Linked DNA regions of Sus scrofa: region 2 is linked to region 1. The links are chromatin contacts, called in public Hi-C maps. All regions are on one chromosome and are shown on one strand. Each heading gives the region's core, a stretch centred on a gene start, on an enhancer-like site or on the middle of the called end of the contact. The rest is flanking DNA. Distances are from core to core; before and after follow the strand shown. Region 1 overlaps CTBP2 (C-terminal-binding protein 2). Region 2 has its middle 47 kb from the start of CTBP2.

Region 1 (4,482 bases), core at 1,317-3,816:
GCTGCAGGTCCTGGTCCTGGCCCTGGCCCTGGCAGAGGGGCTGGGTCTAGGCCTGCCACGCAGCGGGGAGCAGCTGTCCCCAGCCTGAACCTCCATGTGCCTGTGCAAACCCCCCCCCCCCCCCCCCAGAACTTACAGATCTTCACTTTCTTCCCCCAAACCCTCTCCCCCAAGGAAGGTCGATGCCCAGGTCTTGCCTGCCTGCGCCCTCCGGCTGTTCTCCCAGCAGCCCGCCCGCCCTGTCCCCGTCTCCCCCGTCCTGGCCTCCGTCTCTTTTCCTCACGCAGAATGTGAGGGCTTGTTTCCCCAGCTGCTCTCAGCCCTGAAAGCCTTTTTTTTTTTTTTGCTTTTTAGGGCCGCACCTACAGCATATGGAGGTTCCCAGGCTAGGGATCAAATCAGAGCCATAGCTGCCAGCCTACACCACACACAGCAACACCAAATCCGAGCCGCGTCTGCTACCTACACCACAGCTCACGGCTACGCCAGATCCTTAACGCACTGAGCGAGGGCAGGGGTGGAACCCTCGTCCTCATGGTTCCTAGTTTCATGGATTCTTTTCCTCTTTGCCACGACAGGATCTCCCCTGAAAGCTTTTTTTTTTTTTTTTTTTTTTTTGAAGGGGAAAACAATAGCTTTATTGCTTTGCCAGGCAAAGGGGGGCCACAGCAGGCTAATTTTTTTTTTTTGAGGGAAAGCTCTTTCAAAATGCAGGGCGGACACCTGTCTGCTCTGTTTTCCTTCTGCCAGAGTGACGAGGGTCTGTCAAACTCCTGTGGGGCTGGATTCAGACTCCGGCTCCACCCTGTCCCAACCCATGGGCCTTGAAGATGTCAGTTCCTAATTTTTCTGTCTCGCCCTTTTAAAAAAAACAAATAATAACATGTTCATTGCATTAGACTCTTAAAATACCGTAGGGCGTTTCCACTGAGGCACAGCAGGTTAAGGATCCGGTGTTAACTCTGCAACAACAACGCAGGTTCGATTCCCGACCTGGCACAGTGGGTTAAGGATCCAGCATTGCCACAGCTGCCACCCAGGTTGCAGCTGCAGCTCAAATTCCATCCCTGACTTGGAAACTTCCACATGCTGCAGGTGTGGCCATAACATTTAAAAAAAAAAAAGGAACAAAAATCTTGTCTCCATTACCCGATCCTAGAGCTTGTATCCCAAGGAACCTTGGTTTTCTGGACTCCATGGGTTGTCTGGGGGGTGGGGATGGGGGGCTTTGTGCTGGCTTCCTGGCCCCGCATATGGATGGTGGGCAGGGCTGGGAGTGAGCCATGCCCTGCACAGAAGTCCTCCTGGGAATGGCTGTGGGGGGGTGGCCCCTAAGCACCCGAGCCAGAGGGTCTGTGTCCTCCAGGTGACAAGCAGGCCTCAAAGACCCCGACCTGCCCCGAGCCACACACATACACGGTGGCCGAGCAGGCCAAGTCTGTGGCCTCTGTTGCTCAAGCTGGGCAGCCCTGGAGCCTCCTGCCAGAGCTCGAGATGCCCATCGCAGGGCCGTGCCGTCTCTTCCAGGCATCGCCGTGTGCAACATCCCCTCTGCGGCCGTGGAGGAGACGGCCGACTCCACCATCTGCCACATCCTCAACCTGTACCGGCGGAACACGTGGCTGTACCAGGCGCTGCGGGAAGGCACGCGGGTCCAGAGCGTCGAGCAGATCCGGGAGGTTGCCTCGGGAGCAGCCCGCATCCGCGGGGAGACGCTGGGCCTCATCGGCTTTGGTACGTGTGGCTGCTCCGGCCCCCTCTGCCCACACCTCGGGGGCTGCCGCCGGGACCCTCCAGGGAGGCTGGCCCGGCCCTGGCAGCAGTGCCTGTGGGAGGAGCTCTCTTGGGCCTGAGGGCTTTGGCTGCCCACTGAGCTGCCTGGGCTGGGAGGTCAGACTGATCTGGACGCCAATCAGAAGTAAGATCTGGGCTGCTTCTGGAAGAGCGGGTCTGGCGTGGCTGGTCAGGGAGGATGTGGCAGGAGCCTGTGCTCAGGAAAGGGCCATGCCCGCTGACTGCCCCAGCAGAGGGTGAGGGGCAGGGGCTGGCGGGCAGCTTACCCAAGGCTGTTGGCAGCAGGTGGGGGGGCTAAATCCCAACGGGAGGAGCCTTCCTTGTTGCTGAATATCAGCCCCACCACTTACTCGCTCTGTGACCTTGAAGGAAATACTCGACCTCTGCCTCGGTTTCCCAGGCTGTAAATTGGGACTGAGTGTACACAGTGGCTGCCCCTTCGGACCCAAAGGCTTGGGGAGCACATGGGGGTGGGTGGTGACTTCAGGGCCCTGCACGATGCCACTCAGCCCTTAGCTCAGAGCTCTGTGCTTCCAGCCACCTGGAGGCAGGGCCTCTGGGATGGTCGCAGGGCCTCCTCACCCCGCAAGCCCCTGCCTGGGTGCCAGCTTGAGCAGCTAGGAGGAGCTGGGCTTCTTCCAGGAAGAGCTCCCACCTTTTCCAGCACCCGGTCTGAGTGTAAGAGGTTTCAGAGGTGAGCATTCTTGGGAGCTAATCTCTTTCCAAGCGTTGGTTTTCCTTGAGGGGAGGATACAGGATGCCTGTGCGAAATGCTGGTGCGGTGTGAGCCGCAGCGCCCTCTGCTGGTGTCTGCCGGGCTTCCCGCTCTCCGGGAAGGGGGTCTCAGAGATGGGACATCACACATTCTTTAAGCCCCCGCAAGGGCCTCAGGTGGGCTCTGGCCAGGATGCAGGGTCATTTCCTAGGCTGTCCTCTTTGCCACCCATCTTTTGAAAGCCAGTCCCATGATTTCGGCCCTGTGGACGCAAGATTGTAAGCCAGGCACGGCTCCGTCCCTGTTTCCCCCACACCGTCTTCTCGCTTCCTTTTCTGGTCTTGCCACAGCCTCCCAGAACTGTAGGCAGATCTGACACAGGAGGTGGCCGGGACCCTGGCTGCCACCCTAAGTCCAGACCCAGTTCATGCTGTCACACAGGGGTCTGGATGGGGCGTCCCAAGCTTGACCCCGGGCCGGGCTGCTGGTGGCTGGTGCTCAAGGCCAGCCTCCAGGTTGGGAACATGCTCAAAAGTTTGAACGGAAAGCCTGCCGGCGGTGGCAGTGTCTTTTTTAAAGGTCAGGACAGGGTTTTTTTGTTTTTTTTGTTTTTTTATCAAGTCAGTAAGACAATTAAGTCATCAGGTCGTGTAAAATGCAGTCAGGAAAACCTCATTGTTGAACCTGGCCGTTGCTTTCAGGCCCCGGCACGGCCCCGGGGACCCCAGCCGCCATCACTGGGTTAGGACACAGGGGAAGGAGGGAGTCGTGGAGTTGGACGTGAGTCCTTAATGCTGCATCTCAAGCACATGCCAGGGGTGGGGGGTCTGGAGGTCACGGCTGCTTCCCTGCCCCCATCCCTGCCCATCGACCCTGTGGCTGTAGATCCTGGTTCGCTGTGTCCAGCTGGCGACACTGAGGAGGGGGTGACGTGAGGGCTAACGAGCCACTGGCGAGCCCGCCGCTGCCCCTTAATCAGAACAGCCTTTTTAAACCTGTGCGCCTGAACCACGGCAGTTGTGTGTCCGGCACGATCAGATGGCAGTTCAGCCAGAGGGGGGCTGATCCACGGCCAGGCCGCCCTCCTGCTGGGGAAGGCGCCTCTTGCCTTGTTCCCGTCTCCGTCCTGCACATTCCAGCCATGGTTTCGATAAAGACTCATCCCGTGCTCTCCCGTCAGCCCCTCCAAGCATCATTCACACCATTTTGTGTTCAGGCTGAGAACTGCTCTGAGAAGCAAGGGGCTGTGCGTGGGGATCCGTGGGTTTGCGTCCGTGGTGGCCACTTGGGACTCAGTTCAGGCCAGACTGCGGTGGTCAGTTTCCATCATCTTACCCCTTTCATGAGCAAACCCAGTTATAACAGGAATGAGAGAACAGTTCCTGTTACACATTAAGAGCAATAAAGGGATGAAGCCCAGCTTGTTAAGAAGCGCCAAGGGAGTTCCTGTTGTGGTGCAGCAGAAATGAATCTGACTAGGAACCAGGAGGTTGAGGGTTCGATCCCTGGCCTCACTCAGTGGGTTAAGGATCTGGTGTTGCCGTGAGTTGTGGTGTACGTTGCAGATGCGGCTCAGATCTGGCGTTGCTGTGGCTGTGGTGTAGGCTGGAGGCTACCGCTCCTAATTGACCCCTAGCCTGGGAACTTCCATATGCCACAAATGAGGCCCTAAAAGGACAAAAGACGAAAAAAAAAAAAAAAAAAGGTGCCATGAGGGGAAAGGGGAGTTCCTGCGGGGCAGTGGCTTGCACCCCTGGCCCAGGAACTTCCATATGCCATGGGGGCAGCCATTAAATTAAAAAACATTTTAAAAAGCATGCTGGGTAAACAGAAAAGTAGACGAAAGGTAAATAAGGATGGGATATTGGTGGCGATTTGAAGTTCACTAGATTGTTCTGTTATGTTTATATTTGCAAAAGTGCATAATAGGAATTTAAAACACACACACACACCTTCATTAGCAAGTCCAAGTG
Region 2 (4,686 bases), core at 1,352-3,851, 200 kb before region 1:
AGTCCGTTCTCGCACAATGAGTTTGATAAACAGACTCATAAAGTGAATTTCTAGAAACGTTTTTAGTATTTATCAAATAACTGACCATCTACTACAGAAAAGTAAGAAAACTTAGGCTTTGTTTTTCTACAACCTGTACAAAGCTGTGTGACAGGGCATAGTCTTTGCTCCCAGGGATTGGGACAGAGGCCCTGGGGGTTCAGAGCCTGGAGGAATCGTCAGCTTTATTCTGACATAAAGCTGAGGGTGAGGGGCAAAGGTCGCATCTGATGATCTGTGTTCCTTATGCTCTGTTGTGTCGTGTTATTAATGATTACACTGATCTTAGCAAAATTCCTAGCAGGGGAACCTTGAAATGCATGTACCTATTAGATTGATGGCAAAATGATTCGGTTAGTGTTTTAGTAATACTTCAAAGGTTTTTTTGTTTGTTTGTTTTCTAGACTAAGGATAGGGTTAGTACAAAGCAGAAGAAATCTAATGGTTAAATTTCCCATTCGTATTTTATTTTTCTTGAATTTTTTTTCATAGTTGTTTAAGAAGATTTAAAAATCATTGCACTTTGCTCAGAAAAATAATAAATGTATCTTATAAATGTTTAAAAAAAAGAAAGAAAGAAAGAATAATGGTTGCCCGGAGGTCAGGAGGGGAAAATGGGAGTTGTTACTTCATAGGTAGAACTTCTATTTAAGAAAAAGAAGAAAGTTCTAGATAAATAGTAGTGAATTGTACAAAAAAGGTGGAAATGGTAAATTTTATGTTAGGTATATTCAACCACAGAATTGTTTTAAAAACAATTCTGGAGTTCCTGCCATGGCTCAGTGGTTAACGAATCCGACTAGGAACCATGAGGTTGCCGGTTCGATCCCCGGCCTCGCTCAGTGGGTTAAGGATCTGGCGTTGCCATGAGCTGTGGTGTAGGTTGCAGATGCAGCTCGGATCTGATGTTGCTGTGACTGTGGTGTAGGCTGGCAGCTGTAGCTCCAATTAAACCCCTAGCCTGGGAACCTCCATATGCCTTGAGAGCAGCCCAAGAAATGGCAAAAAGACAAAAAATAAAAATAAATAAATAATTCTTTTAAAAATCCTGACCTTATAGGGTTAATGCGAATATTAAATCAAATAATGTATGTAAGGTGCTTAGCACAGAGCACGACAACATAGTTAAAATTCTTGATAAGTAGTGATTATTGTATACATGAAGTGCCTACTATGTGCCTGGCACCATGCTGAGTTCTGCAGATTCAAAAGCAGGCAGAGACTCCCCCACCTTTCACAGTGTTGGACTGGGGTTGGGGGTGGGTGTGGCCAGAAAAATGACAACAGATGTGTGACCTGCTCAAAAAGAACAGCTGGTAGGGCCGGTAGACACCTACTGAGACCTCAGCGGGCGGTCACCTGGGAACTGGAGCCAGACGAGAGCTCCAGAGCACCCAGTTTGGGTCCAGGTGTGTACATGTCACAGGTTCGCAGGCAGGATCAGGCATCCTTCTCACCCCTGCATCCCTAGCCCTAACCCAGCACCATGAGAAGAGTCCATCCCTCTGTTTCCTTCTCTGTCACCCCCATAGAGTTCTCAAGTTGGTGGCACTCCCTAAAAGCAAGATTTACAACTTCAAGTGACAGCTTTGGAAGGAAAAAACATAAACGCTCAGCAGTAACGAACCCAACTACCATCCATGCAGATTCAATCCCTGGCCTCGCTCAGTGGGCTAAAGATACAGTGTTGCCATGAGCTGTGGTATAGGTCGCAGGTGCAGCTTGGATCCAGCGTTGCTCTGGCTGTGGCTGTGGCGTAAGCCGGCAGCTTCAGCCAAAGTTCGACCCTTAGCCGGGGAACCTCCATATGCCGCAGGTGCAGCCCTAAAAAGACAGGAAAAAAAAAAAGTAAACACATAAATATACAAAGACACGTGGCATTTGCTGCAAACAACCCTCCTACTCAGAGCTCAGACCCTCCCGGGAGGAGAGAGAAGTGAAAGGCCCATCACGGGCTCTCCAGGGCTCACAGGGCGGGAGAAACAATTACATTCCCTGGGGAAATGGTTAGAAGGGACACGGGGTGCCAGGAGGGTACAGAGGGGTTCGCCCAGCCTGAGTAGGACCTGGGGAAGGCAGGGTCCTGACAGATGAGCTGGGTCCCCTGGACCCACCCAGCAGTCCCTGGGGAATCACCCCCTCCCATCTGCGTAGAGCAGGATGCAGGACCCGGGCCTGAGCAGTCAGGCAGGGAGACAGTTCCAGAAGCCTGGCCAGGCCTGGAAGTGAAGTTAGGAAATTAAGGGTCTCCTTCCACAGGGGGCGCTGTGCTCACAGGAATTGCAAGCCTGGAGCTGCGGGCCGCTGTCTGTCCCCACCCAGCCAGCCCTGCCTGAAAAAGGCAAGATACCTCCGCTTTGGGTTACCTGAGCCGGCACACAGTCCCTTGTGCCTAAATCGAGTTCCCATAACGTACATCAGTAGCTGTATTTCTTGCCTCCCAGTCCTGTTTCTGCACCCCTGGGACAGACCCAGGCAAACGGGACCCATTGGTCACCCTAGATTTACTTCCTTCTCTCGCTCTCTCCCGGTTCCCAGCTGTGGGTCAAAAGCAGTGGGAAGTAGGGAGGGGCCGGAGAGGAAGGGCACAGGCTTAGGAAGCCAGAGTCAGGCCCGCCCTCCCTGTTCCTGGCTGCTGAAGCCACTAAATCCGAGGACCAGGGGACCCACAGCTGGCAAGGTCCAGAACCCTGCAGAACCAGAGCCTCACACTTACGTGCGCAGTATGGCTGGAACCATCAGCAGGGTCCCTGAAAAGGAACACCCAACCCCAGCCATCCACCCACAGGGCTGGGGCCTCCAGAAGGGCCCCGCAGAGCAGTTTCCAGGCATCGCACTGGCCTTTGCAGTAAGTGGGGTCTTTTCCTGGTGATGCACTCTTTGCAATTTGATAAGCAAAAGAGAAAAGGGTGTAGGCAAGAAGTTTCTAGAAAACAAAGTTCTTTCTGGTTCCATGTGCCACCAGCCCCCAGGAAGCCCTTTTGAGGGTGATGCAAGGGAAAGAGTTCATTTCACATCCTCTTCTGGATTCTTAAAGCGTTTCCCCCGACCCCAGCCCCCCAAAACAGGAGGCTGGGCCTCCATCAGATGCTCAGGGAGGAGTTCCCACTGTGGCTCGGTGGGTTAAGAACCTGACTCGTATCCATGAGGCTGCGGGTTCGATCCCTGGCCTTGTGCAGTGGGTTAAGGATCCAGCATTGTTGCCAGCTGTGGCTCGGATCTGGCATGGCTGTGTCTCCGGTGTAGGCTGGCAGCTGCGGCTCCTATTCAGTCCCTGGCCTCGGAACTTCCCTATGCCCAGGGGCAGCCCTAAAAAGAAAAAAAATAAAAATAAAGATGCCGAGGGAGTCAGCCTCCAGGACCAGGAGATGATTGGTTTGCGAGGTGGAGGAGGAAGGAGCAGAGGCTGCCGTTTTTTGAGCAGGAAATGAGGGTGGAGATCCTGCTGGAAAGCTTTGCAGCCAAATAGAGCTCAATTCCCCCCACTTTCAACGATCTCTTTGCCTTGCTTTCTCTTTCTGTCAATATGCTATTATCTCCCGTGACTCCTGCCCTCCCAAGAAAAATGAGGCAGGAAATAGACAATATAATGGGAAATATGGCAAATGCACATTTCCTGTCAACAATATGCCTTACTAATAGATCGTCAGATGAGTATTTTATTAGAACAAAGATTATGACAGCTACAATATTTCCAGAGACAAACTAGGGGGGGATCAGAGTTAGAGGAATGTGGAAAGGGCTTTGCCAAGAATCAGCATGCCTTTGGGGCTTGGCTGTGTACCTCGGAGTCAGAAACCTACCCGTTCTAATCTTAGATCTGGCTCCAGTCTCCGTGTGGCCGGGAGCACCTCCCTCCCTTTTTCCCTCTGGCCGGAGGTCGATGACACCCAAGCCTGGTCCCCCTCCCCGCCCCCAGGCCTGAGGATAGGGGAGCCTTGCGGGGACGGCCCTGTAGATGCTGAGGCTTCCAGAGGTGGCTGTGATGGGTAGCCTGCCGATGCCTGGCTGTTCTTCCTGGGCCTGGCTGAGCTCTGCCCCAAGCAGATAGGTCCCCGGCCGTGCTCCTGCTGAGCTGGGGCTCTGAGCCCGAGCCCAGGGGCCCCCTTGGCCTGCCCGAAACCCACGCAGTGGATCCCCTCCAGGAATGCAGATGTCTTCCGAGTGCAGTGGGAGGGGTGGGTAAAGGGCAGAGTCTTCATGAAACTGCCTCCGCTGGTGTGTGCCCCAGAGAGCAGCTGGCATGGTCCCCATTTTACAAAGGAGGGACCCACTCACTCCCAGAGCTGAATTCAGAACCTGGGCCCTTGACTTGGGCCCACGTGGTCCTGTAGAATTGCTTCCACCTCCCAAAATATTATAATGCGTGTGGTTAGCAATGGATACGCCCCCTCCCCCGAGAGACCCGAGTGACCCACATGTGTGTCCCATTCCTTGAAGCCAAGAGCCAGTTGACCTTCATTCGTCACTTCTCCCTGGAGCCTATGGCAGCACCCAGCACCTAGTGAGTGCTCAGTAGCCATTTAGTGAATGAATGCATCCTGCAGGCATGTACCGTCTAACAGAGCAACTGCCCTGCTGTGGCCGCAGGGACAGGCAGAGACGCTCTCATCCCGTGGTTTGAGGACAAGACAGAAAGCGAACAAG

What was found. Hi-C and Micro-C count contacts between places; a contact is called where the count stands out from the background.
Region 2: a contact with region 1 is called in a Hi-C map of omental adipose tissue, with 2.0 times the contacts expected there. The contact joins two enhancer-like sites. A contact is called at or near these places in 10 of 47 Hi-C or Micro-C datasets (alveolar macrophages, embryonic fibroblasts, fetal skeletal muscle and 6 more) and 1 of 2 datasets of contacts at active chromatin or transcription factors (skeletal muscle).

The regions. Positions count from the first base shown.
Region 1 is chr14:134,334,650-134,339,131 of Sscrofa11.1, reverse strand. CTBP2 (C-terminal-binding protein 2) reads left to right here. Exons shown (of 11, transcript XM_021073631.1): 6 at 1,528-1,734. Among named protein-coding and RNA genes, the nearest start is that of ZRANB1, 83 kb to the right of the region's middle. Within about 2 kb of position 2,566, at least 7 of the 83 cell types and tissues checked have an H3K27ac peak or open chromatin away from gene starts, as enhancers often do. A contact at or near this core is called in omental adipose tissue, where this site is marked.
Region 2 is chr14:134,533,901-134,538,586 of Sscrofa11.1, reverse strand. No RefSeq gene overlaps it. Among named protein-coding and RNA genes, the nearest start is that of CTBP2, 47 kb to the right of the region's middle. Within about 2 kb of position 2,601, at least 19 of the 83 cell types and tissues checked have an H3K27ac peak or open chromatin away from gene starts, as enhancers often do. A contact at or near this core is called in omental adipose tissue, where this site is marked.